Linked DNA regions of Macaca mulatta: region 1 is linked to region 2. Evidence: chromatin contacts called from public Hi-C data. All regions are on one chromosome and are shown on one strand. Each heading gives the region's core, a stretch centred on a gene start, on an enhancer-like site or on the middle of the called end of the contact. The rest is flanking DNA. Distances are from core to core; before and after follow the strand shown.

Evidence for each region. A called contact is a pair of places that touch in the nucleus more often than the background predicts.
Region 1: a Hi-C map of liver shows a contact between it and region 2, with 2.7 times the contacts expected there. The contact joins the promoter of MIER3 here to the promoter of SETD9 in region 2. A contact is called at or near these places in 2 of 14 Hi-C or Micro-C datasets (fetal cortex germinal zone and liver).

The regions. Positions count from the first base shown.
Region 1 is chr6:64,764,871-64,772,555 of T2T-MMU8v2.0, reverse strand. It overlaps MIER3 (MIER family member 3), which reads left to right and starts at 4,501. Exons shown (of 13, transcript XM_078004745.1): 1 at 4,501-4,620; 2 at 6,318-6,342.
Region 2 is chr6:64,718,547-64,726,042 of T2T-MMU8v2.0, reverse strand. SETD9 (SET domain containing 9) reads right to left here and starts at 1,394. Exons shown (of 6, transcript NM_001194171.2): 1 at 913-1,394. The coding sequence starts at 1,010.

The sequences.
Region 1 (7,685 bases), core at 3,252-5,751, 43 kb before region 2:
GTATAGATCATTAAAAATAATGTTTGATAGAAGATCATAACATGATGTATTACTAAGGAGATCAAAACTGGGCAATGGTTTAGTAACAAAACCCTTCCATTCCTATCTACTTGTGTATGAATATGGTTTCTCAAATCTTACTTCTATACAAATAAAGACTAAGAATAAAATTGATGTTAGACTCTCATTCTAGCAGTAAGTAATATTCATCCATGGGTACATGAATTAATTTTTTAAAGATTCTATTCATCTTATCAATAGATTGATTTCCAATGCAATTTTTGTTCAAAAAGCTTTACTCAACACTTGTTAAATACATGTATTTGTTTAGATCAAATGCAAATGAGTAGTAATTGTACTGGTAATTCAAACTGGAGGAAAAGTATTTCTCTTTACTATCAATTTACAAGGATATTTTTGTTGCAGATAAAGATTGTAGGGTATCAACAAAAGACTTCTAAGCATAAAGCATATTACACTTCTTTGGAGAAAGTAGAATGGGAATATGAGTTCAAGGAGAAAAAGGAATCATGTAAAATTTCATACCATTAAAGAAACATGTTTATGTCTTTTTAAAATAATAATGAATTATCAAATTGTTATGGTATTTAGATTCCATTGCATACATTTTAAGTGTTATATAATGGCTTTATTTTTAAACGACCATCATTACAAAAGGTAAGTATATCCTTTGCAGCTATTTAAATTTATAATGACAAAATTAGAAGTCAATTAGAAAACATGAGAAAGGATACAGTTATTACAAATTCTTTTGAGGATGTTCCTGCCTTTAAAGCCATTGAATTGGAAGTTCCAATCGGGTATGCTTGCACAGGTATGTCAGCCTGATGGATCCATCTCATTTTAAGAATGGCCCTGACTCATGGGCTGGATAAATGTTCATGTCTATGGACCAAGTTCCCTTCTTAGAAATGAACTGAAATCTCTTTTGAACTGTGAGAACTCTCCCTTTTTTTAAAGTTACCATGCAGATCTTTCTTTTGTTAACAATCTTTGTTTAGGCAAAACTTATTATGATCAATTAGCTTTCTCAGAGAGTGGCCATTTATTCCAACAAAAAATATTTAATTGAATATCACACAGGAGAAGTGGATAAATTCAGAAAAATGCAAGTAGTTTGGTCTGATGCTGGGTCTAACTGTTGGCATTACAGTCTTATAAGCTATGCTGAGAAGTAATGCTAAGATGATGTTCTAGATCAGAGTTTGCAAACTGGAAGCTCCCAGGTTAACCATGATTTACTTAATATGATCTATTCGATCTACACTGTGTTTAAATTTTTTGAAAATTAGTTGACAAAATTTTACAACCAGGAGATTTCACATAAAAATTCAGTTTTCCAGCTGTTCTTGGAAAATTGAAACTGGAAACATTGGGCCAATCAGCTGAAACTGGCTCACATAGTACATAGTGGCTTCCCTGTTTAAGTAGGACACATGTCTCCAAATTTGCTATTACTTCAGCATTTGTCTACACTAGCCTGCTTCACTCATTCATTATGCCTTCCTGACTACTATGGGCATTTGAGTTTGAGACATTAACTTTGGATAGTTTATTATTTTCCAGTGGGTTAGATGGAATCTGCAGAAGCCTAAATATCTATGTTGCATTACTGTGGCCACATTAACTGCTTTCAGTAAGTCATGCATTCTTATTGTGCCCTCAACTTTCATACACAGTTACCAAAAGAAACAATGTTGTAAAAGCTGCTGGTGCATTTGGGGACCTGGTGGAGGCTGTTTCCCTCTGCATTACTGTATCTATGTAGTGCAGACAAGACATTTCTTTTAAAGTGTTCTGAAAAAAGTTTGTTTTCATCGAAGAATTTGTATATTTTTTCTACATTTGTATGCTTCTCCAATGAGAAGCAAGCAACTGATTACATTCACCTTTTTCGCTTTGGCTGCCAGAAAGCTCTACATTTATGGCTTAACTATTGTATTGTGTCACACCTCATAACTTGCATATCCTTATTCTTATTTTTTCTGTGGTGGTAACCTCCTAGTCTAGTTTCGTTGGTCCTCATTTTTTATATTTATACTTGTTTATTTTATTGTATGAATTTACTGGAAGCCTCTCAAATTACATGTTTATAAATAAACCTTTCTGATTTCCTTTCTAAAGATGGTTGGAGGATCTATGACATTTTGGTTCTCCTTAGGAGGTTACTATGGTTTTTAGTTTTCCTTGCTCACGTATCCATTTACCACCTGTAGAAATTACTTAGCCTGTAAGCTTTTGGGGGACAAGGACATTTTTATGGTGGTCCCACAGTGCCCAGCATCTAGTACTTTCTATATAATGCCCTCTGTTGCATAGTGACAGGATAATAAAAGTAAAAAGCAATAGTATTTTAATTTCAACTCCTTGGGACAAAAGGATTTTTAATCTGTACTGACTCCTGAAAGTCTTGTCAATCAGAAAAAATGAGAGCTCCATCTACATACAGTAGACTTTACACACTTTATCATAAAAGAATGTGTTATGTAAGACTGGGTGGTAAACTTTCTCCAGTGATCAGGTGGGGGAAAGTAGTTCTGCTTCCTTTAACTGCTAATTAATGTAGCTTCATTTATCTTTGTCTGAATCCTTATTTAATACCATGGACTCAGACTCCCTACACTATGTACTACAATAGGGAGCACATAAGCATCGAAATTACAAATGCCTATACAAAATCTTTACAATTGAATATAAAGAGAGTCTACAGAAACACTACTAGATTTATGGCAGTGAATAAATCTGTGTATATTTCAATTACGGCAAAACATATAATCTAAGACTACATTTATAGTTTGGATTAGCCAAGTTTGCTGGGAAGAAAATGTTTTTCCCAATGTAATGTATGAGGCAGGTTGTTGGAGACACTTTCTCGACGTGGCTCAGACTGTGGTCCAGCTGCTCAGAGCACTGTTTCATGGCTCTGTCCACAGGGTGTGCTCACTGCCTCATTTCTAAAGTTATTCACTTGTACTTAATTTCAAGCCATTTTTTTTTTTTTTTTTTACTTTGAAAACTCTGAACGCCTCATTGAGGAGAATACATACAATGTGTGCCAAGGTCTGGTTTCAAAGTTCAGCTGTTTTTGAGTTATTTGACTGGACAAAAGGTCGAAAGATATCTTTCACAGCAGGGAAAGTGTAATTTTCCATGTCTTTATGATGTTTAGAAATAGTTGGAGTGATTTTCCCTAAAATTTCCATAAATAAATAACTTTTACCCGTGGTATAAGCTTGATTTTGAGATGCCTTGGCAAAAAATTTGAAAATAACCCTCTCCCTACCTCCAGTCTCCAGCCTCATCCACAGTAGGCGCTCCAGCAATAAGGGAATTGGAGGGACCCCAGGTTAAAATCAAGACCTTTCATGTTTGGATTAAAAGTATAAAGTATGAAAAGTTCTGGCTTCTAAAAAACTTGTCTTTATCATTTAATATTATGTATGTTTTAGAAAAAAGCTGGAAGAGCTCTGGTGTCTGAGATCACTCTCTCCAAATTCCTGTAGGGTCCTGCTATAATTCCTGATTGAGTTTGCATCTCACTTATCCTGTACCTTACAGCCGACTTTCTTTTCCACAGATAAAACTGGCCTCCCACTTCAGGACAATGTGTCCTCTGAAATTGCTAGGGCAACTCCATACCTTACTTTAACTGCAGGACCTAACTCTCCAATCAGCCGTTAGCGTATATTTTTGTGTACTTGGCTCAAAGGCTTTCAGTGTGGATGTGGCCCTTCCAGAGAGTAATCTCCCCCAATGAAGAGCAAATGGTCATAAGGCACATGTAGGAGCAGGTATTCCTGTTAAGCCTTATGCTCCGTCTTTCACCCATCCACTTGCACAGGGGACTAGTTTCCTTTTATGATCCTACCCAAATGTTTGGCCTTTTTGGAGAGGTGAGGGAAGTGGGGGGTAGAATTTTTGAGACTCAGTTCAGGGCCTTTCATATGCTGTTTCCGTCCTTCAACAGATGTATCAAGTATCTCTGGGTCATCCCCTAAGACACACTGGTGATGAACAATTCCTAGAACTGGTCTAATTTTTTTTCGTAACAGGACAGTTTATATTTTTTGGGCATCTTCTTGAACTGTACAAGTATGTTCAGCATCATTTCTCTGCCCTGTCGATCTTTTGTCTTTTCTTCTGTGCTGTCAATAACCTGTTTGGCAAATGTCTACTTCCATTGTCCACTCCGTAAGCCAGTGTACACCGGTCTCCATCTCCCATTCCTGCAGGTCTCTTCGTGGAAATGGCAAAGTGCCTGACTGTTGTCCTCTCATTGTGGACTGACTCTGCCATCCACCAGCCTCTTCTCCCATTTCCCAGACTTCCTCCCACGTCTATTTCATCGATCACCTCCTCCTCTTAGGGAAGTTGAGTCTGTCGAGTTCCCCTGCACATCTCCTGCCAGTCCAAATTTCCTGCCCGCACGCCCTCCCGCGCCGCGGTGTCTGTGGGTCGGTCCCCAAACGCGCCCGCCGGCTCTTGGGCCTCCACTGGCTGGACGTGGGTCTGTCCCGCGCCCGTGCGTCCGTCCGTCCCCCACTTGCCTCCAATTCCGCAGGAACTTTACTCCAGCCGGGAGAAGGACCGTAAGCGCGGGTGCGCGTCTGGCCGGCTGCGGCGGGCACGCGGGTGGCGAGGGGCGCCAGGCAGTGTGGGCGTGCGAGCGGGCCGGGGGCGTCGCGGGCCGCCCTGCCCTATAAGGGGCCGTGCCGCCTCCGCCGCCGGGCGGGTGCCGGGCGGACCGCGGCGGCGGCGGCGGCGGCGGCGGCGGCGGCTGCGATTGGCTCAGGCGCCCCATCCGGGGACTGGGCTCGGCGCTGCTCGTTCGCCCTAAAGGTACCAATATGGCGGAGGTGAGCAGGGAAACCGGGCAGGAGCAGCCGGGCTGGAACGGGCGCCCGGCGGCTCCCCGCGGCCCCCGAGCCAGCCTGGGGGATCCGGGGCTCTTTCCGCGGCCCCATGAAGGGCGGCGTGGCAACGCGGGGGTCGCGGGGCGGCGACTGGCCGCGGCGGGGCCGGCCGGGGGGCGGGAGCGGGCGCGGGAGCGGTCTCCCTCCGGGACTAGGCCGCGGCGGCTCCGGCCCCGGTCGGGCCGGGCGACGGAGCCGGACGGAGGTGGCGGCCGGCGGCAGCGAGCCCTGCCCCAGGGACGGGGCAGTGCCGTGCCCCCGGCCGCTGACGCGGGCCGCCGGCGCCTCCGCGCCTCTTCCCGGGGCCCGGGTGGGTGTAAACCGGCCGAGCCCCCCCTCCGCGGCCGGATCGCAAAGAGGGGAGCGGGCTGCGCCACTGCCCTGCGGGAGTCGTGCGCTGTGCCCCCGGCCCACCGGGCCCGGGCTGCGGCGCGAAGGAGCCGCACGCTTTACTTTGCTGGGGGCGCGGAGAAGAGCGGGATGCGCGGCCACCGGGCTTCGCTGAAGAGCGGGACTCCCCGCCCCGTAGCCCGGGAGGTGCGGGCGCCCCTGGGGTTAAAGGGCAGACCGAGACCCTCAACGCCCTCTCCAGGAGAGAGGCTTGATAGCCCCAGTTTACTCTGGGCTGGAGGAAAGAAGGCTGGGCAAGCGAAGCTGCCCCGGCCATGTCCCCCGGGACTGGTGAGCTGGGGGGAGGGGGCGTTGTGGCAGGAGCCCCTAGGCTGGAGCTCGCCGGGGCTGGAGGCGCGCTGGCGGTCCAGGGAGGGACTGAACACTCGGAAGGAGCCAGCATCCCTGAAACTAAGAGGAGCTGCATCTCTGGACTCGGGAGAGAGGATGGGGGGCTCGCGCTTTGGTTTGGGGGCGAGTGTCCGATTCGAGCTGGCCTGTGCTCCAGGGGAAGAGATCGGCCTCGGAGTTGGGGCTCCCGGGCCCCAGGGGCAGACTGGGTGCTCAGAACGCGAGTTCATTCCAGAAAAGGGTGTTACGTTTCGAGTTGCTTGGGGCTTCGGAGAGCCGGGCGGGATTTGGGGGACTCCGGAGATGCCAGGGATGGGGGACTGATGGTGCGAGCCGACTGCTCTGGGTTTTGCTTCTCCGCTTTTTAACTTGCTGAGCTCCAAGAAGCGACTTGGAGTTGCCTCTCAGACTCCGGGCTTAGTCCCGGGTCTGTGAGTTTGTACACTGGGGACTCGGGGAGGAAGGCGAGGCAGCCAAGAGGGGGCCCGAAAGGGGCCGGGAAAGATTGGAGCGAAGCTACGTCTTGCACTTTTGGCAGCTGCGGTGGAGCGCTCGACTCCGCCTCCTCTGCGCCCTGTTGCCGACGCTGCCTCTTTCCCCGGCTGCGGGATCTAATCTCACGTTTTCTTCTCTCTCTCCTAGGCTTCTTTTGGAAGTTCGAGCCCAGGTTTGTCCTATTTTCTTACCTCTTCAGTGGTTCCTAGTGGGTAATGTGGGCTCAAAGATCTGTTGCTAAATGATTCCCCACAGAAATGTATCTTGAAGGTTTTTGTTCATTGATTTTTAAGAGTTTCAATGTGCATTTAGTAGTTAAGTTTGGGGAAGGAACAGTTATACTGTTCTTTGTTGTTTTCTCTTGCATGTTGGAAAGGTAACTGTTACAAAGCTGCTACGACAAGCGTTCTTTTAAGTAATATGGCTTTAATTATTACATATCTTATTTTTTCTCCGAGCCTGAAACAGTTAATCCCAAATTAACTTGACACCAACTTTAGCAATTTAGATTTTAATTTCGGCTTTTTCGAGAGACTTAATTTGTCAGAACTCTGGGACTACTTTACTAACCGTAACTCCTCATCTCCTCTTACTTTGTTTCTTTTTCATAATTAAATGTCTATGAATTGTGTTAAAATTGGAAGTTGAGAGGTAAAGCTATCTTAAAATAAAAAAAAAACTTCCAAGTTCGTCACAGAAAAATGATGATTTCGACTTCTGAGCTGAGACAATCTTAGATCATCTAGTACGGTGTTTCTTAACTTTCTTGAGGTCAGAAACCCCTGTGAGGATCTAGTGAAAGCAAGGGATGCGTCCCAGAACTCTGCACATATGCATAATTACACACAATCTGGGGTTTGTAGAATTCCTGAAGCAGGTCCTTGATAAGGACCTTTCCTCATGTGCTAATCATGTAAGGATATCTTTGTTTCAGTTTCTCATCCCCTTTCTGTTTACCTCCTCGCTCTCCTCCCTCTCATAGTCTACAGCAAAAGCACCTCTGGACTGGTCCAACTCCATTATTTTACACTTGAGGAGACGTTTAAATAACTTTAGTTAGTGGTGGAGCACAGATGAGCTCCTAAATCTTCCATTACAACTTGTTTCCGTAGAGTGAACAGTCTGTTTCCTTACAGTATTACTTTTTGTATCTACTCGACCTTCAGAGCCTCACTTGACTGTCATTTAGGCTACATCTTTAAAATTTATTCTAAAAATTTTTGTTAATTTTGAGATGAACTTTTTTGTTATAACTGATTTTAGGAAAATATATACACGATGTCAAGCAGCTGGATTAATGGATTTTTTCCGTTTGGCATCACTGACTTCTTTTAAGAAGTTTCAATCTAAGTAAAAAGCCAAAAGACAGTGTAACCTGTTTTTAATCAACTAGCCTGTTTTGTTGTTGTTGGTTTTTTTTTTTTTTTTTCTGAGACATCAGCCAGGCCGGAGTGCATTGGCGCAATCTCACTGTAACCTCCGCCTTCTAGGTTCAAGCCATTCTATGGCCTCAGC
Region 2 (7,496 bases), core at 145-2,644:
CTGCATCTCTTATTTCCATAATCATTATCTTTTTGTACTAACTGCATTATTTTTACTTGAACAAAAAAGTTGTAATTCCCGCCTCACGGTTCCGTAGTCATGATACAACTGATCTCCTGTTTCCCTAGTATGCAACCTTCGGGAAAGGGCTTTGTTTCCCTATTTTTCGGACACTGACTTCAGGGACGCCCGGTCGGCCTCTTTGGTGAGCACGGTGTTGAGATGATCACTGGTGAGCCCTCAATAACGCTTGCGGGACGCACCCCAATCCGAAACCCACCATCCCGACTTGCTTTTGAGTGGCGTTCTGCCCGTTCTTAACGCGCGAGCTACTCCACGCTATTCTCACAGCCGGGACGGGCTTCTTTAACCACGTGAAGTACTTGTATGAACTATGAAAATAAACCCTGGTTTGGCTTTTCTGAGGAAATTCAAGCACCTAATTAAGGCTTGGTGGAGAAAAAGCCACGCACTCTCACGCGGTAAGAGCGGTCTTTTAAAAAAGTTTCCATTTTTTCCCCAGATACAAGGTCCCTAGTCAGTGCGGAACGCAATACAAAACAGGAGACACCTCCGGCTGGCGAGCCCTGCCTCGCGGGCCCGGCAGCGCGGCGGACACTGGGAAACAGGACATAGGCCCCGCCCACCTGAAGCCACCGCCCACTTCAGGCTTCCAGCTCGCCTCTGACTCCACCAGCCTCGGCCCCGCCCGCTTCTGGCCCAGGGTCCTTAAACCCCTCCGCGGCCTCAGTCCCCGCCCACCCGGCCCGCCCACCTCAGTCCCTGCCCTCCCTGGCCTGCCCATAGCAGACCGGCAGTCCGCTTCAGGCAGTCCGCCTCGCGTCCCGCGGCCGTGGTGGCGTCTGGGAACTGAAGGCAGGCGCCCTTCGTTCTGCCGTCCCGCCCTCTCACCTCGGGTTGTGGCTTAGGTTCAGCGCGATCCAGGGAACGAAGCGGTACTTGTAACGGCCCCATCGCTGCCACAGGCCCCGCAGCAGACGTCCCGGCATGGCTGCCCCGCGGGGCCCTGACCAGGACGGCGCGGGGAAGGCGGATCGAGGCCTCGGGCCCGTCCCGGACTGGGAGGAGCGAGGACCGCGCTCGGCAGCCTTCCCCTGGCTCCGCCCTCAGTGTCCCTGGCACCGCCTGACTTCTGTTGCTCTGGGGCTCCGTCCTTCCCCTTTCCTGACCTCTACCTCTGAATGAGAGGCGCGTAGAGCTGGAAGGAGGTCCCCTGACCCCTTTTTCTTTCTCCAGTCAGTCGGGTGTTTCCGTGGGCGCACACAGGCGCTAGCCCTGGTTGCGGGCGAAGGGTCACCGGGCCTCAGGGGCCAACTCGCCCCCGAGACCGCATCCCGGGAGCGGACCGCCTGGTTTCTCTGTCACGGCGGTCTGGCCTGCCCTTTGTCCTGGCCGCGCTCTGTGTTCCATCCTCCGTCCGCCTGAGCTCTGCCTCTTCCTCGACGTTCTCTCCCCCTCTCTTCGTGGCCCCCGAGCAGTCCGACTTCGGGAACCCGAGTTTCAGCCCTCCCCGACAGCAGCCCTTCTCCTGCGTGAACCCGTGTTCCCAAAGTTACCAGTTTGGGCGTTTTGCGAATATATACACGTAAAAGAACGAAATGTCATGATGCCCTGTTTTCACTCGTTTTTCTCTTTATTCACCCCAAAGGCAAAACTACGTGGGCAAATGTTTCTGAAAAACAGCTTTATTGAGGTATGGTTGGGATACAATGAACTGCACGTATTTAAAGTGAACAATTTGATAGGTTTTCGACACCAAAACCAAGATAGGGATCCAGCCCCTCCCCCAGTCCCCAAGCAACCACTGAGATGCTTTTGTCCTTTTAATATGGTCTTGGATTCAATTTGGAAAAGTTTTGTCTAGAAGTGTTGCATCTGGGTTCATGAGAGATATTGTTCCGTAGTTTTCTTGTAGCGTCTTAATCTGGCTTTGGTATTTAGGCTAATGTTGACCTCAGAGGATGAGGTGGGAAGTAGTCTGTCTCTAGGTGAAATTTAAGAGGACCTTTACGACTGCTCCTTGTCAAGGCAAGATGCATGCACACGCACACACATATTTAGAACATGTTTGGACAAAGTTCACTTTTAAGGGGGGCAAACTACAGGAATCCCTTAACCATATTCAAATCACCAAGTGTTTATTGACAGATAAATACGTTGGTATCATTTCCTCTATTCTTTGCCTGAGAGCGAGGTTGGATCCTAAACAGTAGTTGAAATTGAACGGCTCAGATCTAATAAAAACTCAGCCAAGGCCGGGCGCAGTGGCTTACGCCTGTAATCCCAGCATTTTGGGAGGCCGAGGCAGGTGGATCACCTGAGGTCAGGAGTTCAGGACCAATCTGGCAAACATGGCGAAACTCCGTCTTTACTAAAAAAACAAAAAAACAAAAACAAAAACAAAACCAAAAATTAGCCGGGGGCTTGGTGGCACGTGCCTGTAGTCCCAGCTACTCAGGAGTGTGAGGCAGGAGAATCGCTTGAACCCGGGAGACGGAGGTGGCAGTGAGCCGAGATCCGCCACTGCACTCCAGCCTGGGTGACAGAGCAAGAGTCCGTCTCAAAAAAAAAAAGAAAGAAAAAAAAAAGCCAATTGCCAGTAGCTGCGGGACTAATTTGTTCTATTCTGAAAGAAATAAAGAGAAAAAGTATCCACCAGTGTCTCTATTTCATTCATATCGTATAGAATGTTAGCAAACTCTAGAGGCTTTTCTATCAGACTCTGTGTTTGATAATTTGGCATAATCTAGATTTACCTGACTTGATAAATGGAGTCAATTCAGTTCCAGGATGTATTAATAAGTGGCATACAAGAAAGTTTCTTTATAGTCTCCAAACTTAGTAAAGAACCCAAAAGAACTACTTTAATCTTTACCTATGGTAATGTACTTGTCTCAAAAAAGAAAATAAATCAGTTTTTGTGTATTTTTACAGTGTTTTTTGTATTTATGGTATTAAAATTAAATTTTGGTTAGGTAAGTAATTAATGAAAACCTTTTTCTAGTTTCTTAAAGTAGGTTATTAGGTCACTAATTTTAATCTTTTCTTCTTTTCTGACGGAAGCATCTAAAGTTGTACAAATAGAAACATGGTAGCTAAAGCTCAAGTCACCCTTAACCAAACTCTATACCTTGTGCTTCCACCAATCCTGGTCCTTGGCGCTTCTCAGAAATGATCAGACTGGTGTGTTTTCTGCCAGTTTTATTTTTATGTATTTACATACCTGCGTATGTTTTTATAGAAAATACATAGTATTTTGTGAGTATTGTACTCACAAAATACTATAAGGATCCACAACTTCTTTGATTTACTCAAAAATACTTCTTGAAGATCTACCCTTATTGGTTTGTGTAAGTCTACTGCATTCTTCTAGTTTTGAGGTTTTGCCTTCAAGTTTAGTATTTACTGTTATTTTCTGGTAGGTATACTTTATGAAGTTTTTTAAAGTTCTATTTTTGACTTTCCAAAAATTTTTTATTGTTTTAAATTTTAAATGAATGATAAATATCAAATACTTTTCTCTGTTTATTGAGATGACCATATAGTTTTTATTCCTTTATTCATGTAGTGAATGATGACACATTGTCAAATGTTGATCTGTCCTTGGATTTCTGACATAACTACTGAGTTATGAGTACCTCTTTGGTCAGATCCTGTAGGTTTTAACATATGCTATTGTCATCCCACATTATTTTGAAGTATGTTTTAAAATTTTTTAGATAGCATTTGCCTGTGAAAACATCTAGGCTTGTAATTTTCTTTCATAATGAATTCAACTTATTTTAAAGATACGGGACTATTCATAATGTCTGTTTCATCTTGTGTTGTTTGGTAAGTTATATTTTTATGGAATTTGTTCATTTCGTCTAAATTGTCAAATATCTTGGTATAAAGTTGTTTATAAATACCGTCTTACTAGCCTTTTAATGTCTGTATGATCTGTTGTAATAGCCCATTTTCGTTCCTGATTTTGGTGGTTTGTGTTCCCTTCTTCATCAGTGTAATTGAGGGTTTGTCAATCTTCAAAGAAACAGCTTTTGGCTTTATTACTTTTCCCTGCTTAATTTTTATTTTGTTGACCTCTGTTCTTGTCTTTTTTCTTTCTTTTTTTATTTTTAGTGATGGGGTCTCACTATGTTGCCTGAACTGGTCCTCAAGTGACCCACCTGCCTATGCCTCCCAAATCATTGGAATTACAGGCATAAGTCACTGTGACCAGTCATATTCTTATCTTTAGTATTTTATGTTTTCTACTTACAGTGGGTTTATTTTTCTCTTCTTTTTCTAGTTTGTCAGAATAAAATATTAGGTCACTGATTTTGGTCTTTCCTTCTTTCATTTCTATAGAAGCATCTAAAGTTATAACTATCCTTCCAAGCATTACTGTAGCCAAATCTCAGGAATTTTGATATGTTGTATTTTCATTATCATTCAGTACAAAATATTTTTAAAATTTCTTTGTGATTTATGTTTTTAATCCATGAAATATTTAGAAATGTGTTTTTAATTTCCAAATATTTGGGATTTCTAGATATCTTATTGTAACTGGTGTTTAGTTTAATTCTGTTGTGTCCGAAAACATGAATGAGTTCAATTCTTTTAAATTTATTGACTTGTTTTATGTCCCAGCATGCACTCTATCTTGGTGAATATACCATGTTCAGGTAAAAGGAATGTGTATTCTGTAGTTGTTGGGTTTAGTGTTCTATAAATATCAAGTAGGTCATTGGTTCATAGTGTCTTTTAAATCATCTGTGTCTTTATTGATTTACATAACATTTTAAATACAGATGAATGAAGAATGACAAATTGACAGTTTTATAATATATCATAGATAGCAAGCAAAAGATTGGCCATGATGGGCATGGAGATGTGCTGCTATCCAAAATTACTCTCTTCTTCTGACTCTTTTTCCCACTTCCTGTTGTTTCCAGTTTCCCCAAATAATTTACCCAATTGAAGATAAGAATGTATGTGCTGTGTTTTTCCATTTAAAGCCCATTTATGCTATAAATTACAAAAATACTGTGTAGGAAAAATGTTCTTTTTTGAAAAAAGGTATAGCTCACTGCAGCCTCCAACTCTTGGGTTCAAGCAATCCTCCCTCCTTATCATCCCCAAGTAGCCAGGATTACAGGCACACACCACCATGCCTGGCTAATTTTTTAATTTTTAATTTTGTAGAGATGGGGTCTCACTATGTTGCCCAGGCTTGTCTTGAACTCCTGAGCTCAATCAGTCCTTCTGCCTCGGCCTCCCAAAGTGCTGAGATTACAGGCGTGAGGCACAGCACCTGGCTGGTAAAATCATCTTTAACATCAGTGTCCTAAATATCTATAAATAGGGCATGTATGCCTGCACAGATTATAACTTCCAGAGCTCAAAATGAGATTAACTTGATTTTTAAATAATTTATTGAACTCCTACTATGTCCCGAGCTCTAGTGCAGGAGACAGATACTAAACACATAAATAATGTCAGACAGTGACTAATGCTGTGAAGAAAATAAGGCAGGATAATGAGAAGAGAGTGGGCTGGATATCTTATGTAGCCTTTCCAGAGCCACTGTCCACACCCTGGGGGATTGACTGGCTTGCACAACAACAAGGTCCCTTGTCTTCCTGCTTCCAAGTGGATTCGACCAGTGGAGAGCACTGGCAGGGAACTTCAAAAATAGAGGAGAGTGAGGTGCTGGTCTCTGTGTACTGGCTGTATCCCAACCTAAGATGCTCTCCATGTAGTCTTCTGTGTTTCCGGGTTTCATTCAGGCCTATGGATGGTAACAGCACTCTATTAATTGCCAACTCCATGGTTCTATACAATCTCCCTGTGGTTTCCCTTCATTCTGTCCATGCTGTTACACAATTATTTTCAAATGTCTTATTTTGCATGTGTTATCTGTTTCCTGCTGGGACCCCACTCTCTTTATGTGGGTCACATGGTGTGGGATTAGGGGTAGCAATTTTTGATAGGCTGATGACACAAATGACTGAGACCTAAATGACAAGAATGCAACAAACTTGAAAATATTCATGGGGAGATTCTCCCAATGGGAAATGCAAAGGCACTGAGGTAGTGATATGGTTTGGATGTTTTTTTCCCTCCAAATCTCATGTTAAAATGTGACCTTCTGTGTTGGAGATGGGCCTAGTGGGAGGTGTTTGGGTCATGAGGGCAGATCCCTCACCTATGGCTTGGTGCTGTCCTCACCTCATTGAGTGAGTTCTTGCTGTGTGAGTTCATGCAAGAGCTGGTTGTTGAAAAGAGCCTGGCATCTCCTCTCTCCCATGCTCTTTCTCTCTGTATGTGATACACCAGCTCCTCTTTGCCTTCAGCTGTGATTGGAAGCTTCCTGAGGCCTCACCAGGAGCAGATGCTCCAGCACCACACTTCTCATACAGCTGGCAGAACTGTGAGGCAAAATAAACCTCTTTTCTTTATAAATTACTCAGCCTCAAGTATTCCTTATTGCAATGCAAATGGACAAGCACAGGTGGGGAGGAGCTTGACATGTTCAAGCAAGGAAAATAAGGTTATGGAACAGGGTAAGTAAGAAAAAGGGAAAGATGAAGTCAGGGAGAAAGAGAAGAGGCCAAGTCCTGTAGGTCCTGGTGAGGAGTTGGGATTCTTAGTGTAATGGGAAGCCACTGGAGGGTTTTAAGCAGGAGAGTGATAGGATCTGATTCATGTTTTAAAAAGATCACTTTGGATATTATGTGGTGAAAAGGTGGCAATCACCACACCGGTAAGGCCAGTTAGGAGGCGAATACAGTAGTTATGGCAGAGACGATGGTAGCTTAGACTAGGGTGGTAACTGTGGAGATGGAGAGGGTGGATGGATTGGGGTTCTATTTTGGAGAAACTCACAGGACTTGCCAATGGATTGGATATGGGAAGGTGAAGTTTTGAAATGCCTCCAAGAAATGTCAAGTAACTAGTTGAATATTCTCACATCTGGAGCGCCAAAGCCATAGCTGGTGAGAGTTTTTAGCCAGAGCACTGGATGAGATCACCCAGGAAGAAACAGGGGATGGCAAAGAACATAGATTGAGCAGTGACTATGAAGTCACCTGTCAATAAATGCAGACCCCTCATAAGATGGTCAAAAGCAGTTTTAGTGATAGGTTTGAGTGTGTTTGAGTGCATTGAGAACCTAATGTGAGGCGAGGAATGGGAACAAGTGTGTGTGTCTCTTTCGGTAAATTTTATGGAAAGAGAGGAAGAAAAATGGAGCTAAAGGCAGAGAATAATTTGGTAAGATAAAAAATCTTATAGCATATTTGTGTGTTGATGGGAATGATCCAACACAGAGAAGGAAATTGTAGTGTGTGTGTGTGTGTGTGTGTGTGTGTGTGTATGTGTGTGTGTGTGTATTGGGTGTCGGGGGACAGAGGAAGTAGCAGGCACAACTTTGATTTCAAAATTCGGTGCTGGAAGAGAGATGATAATTAGAGATAGCAGATATTCTGTAGACT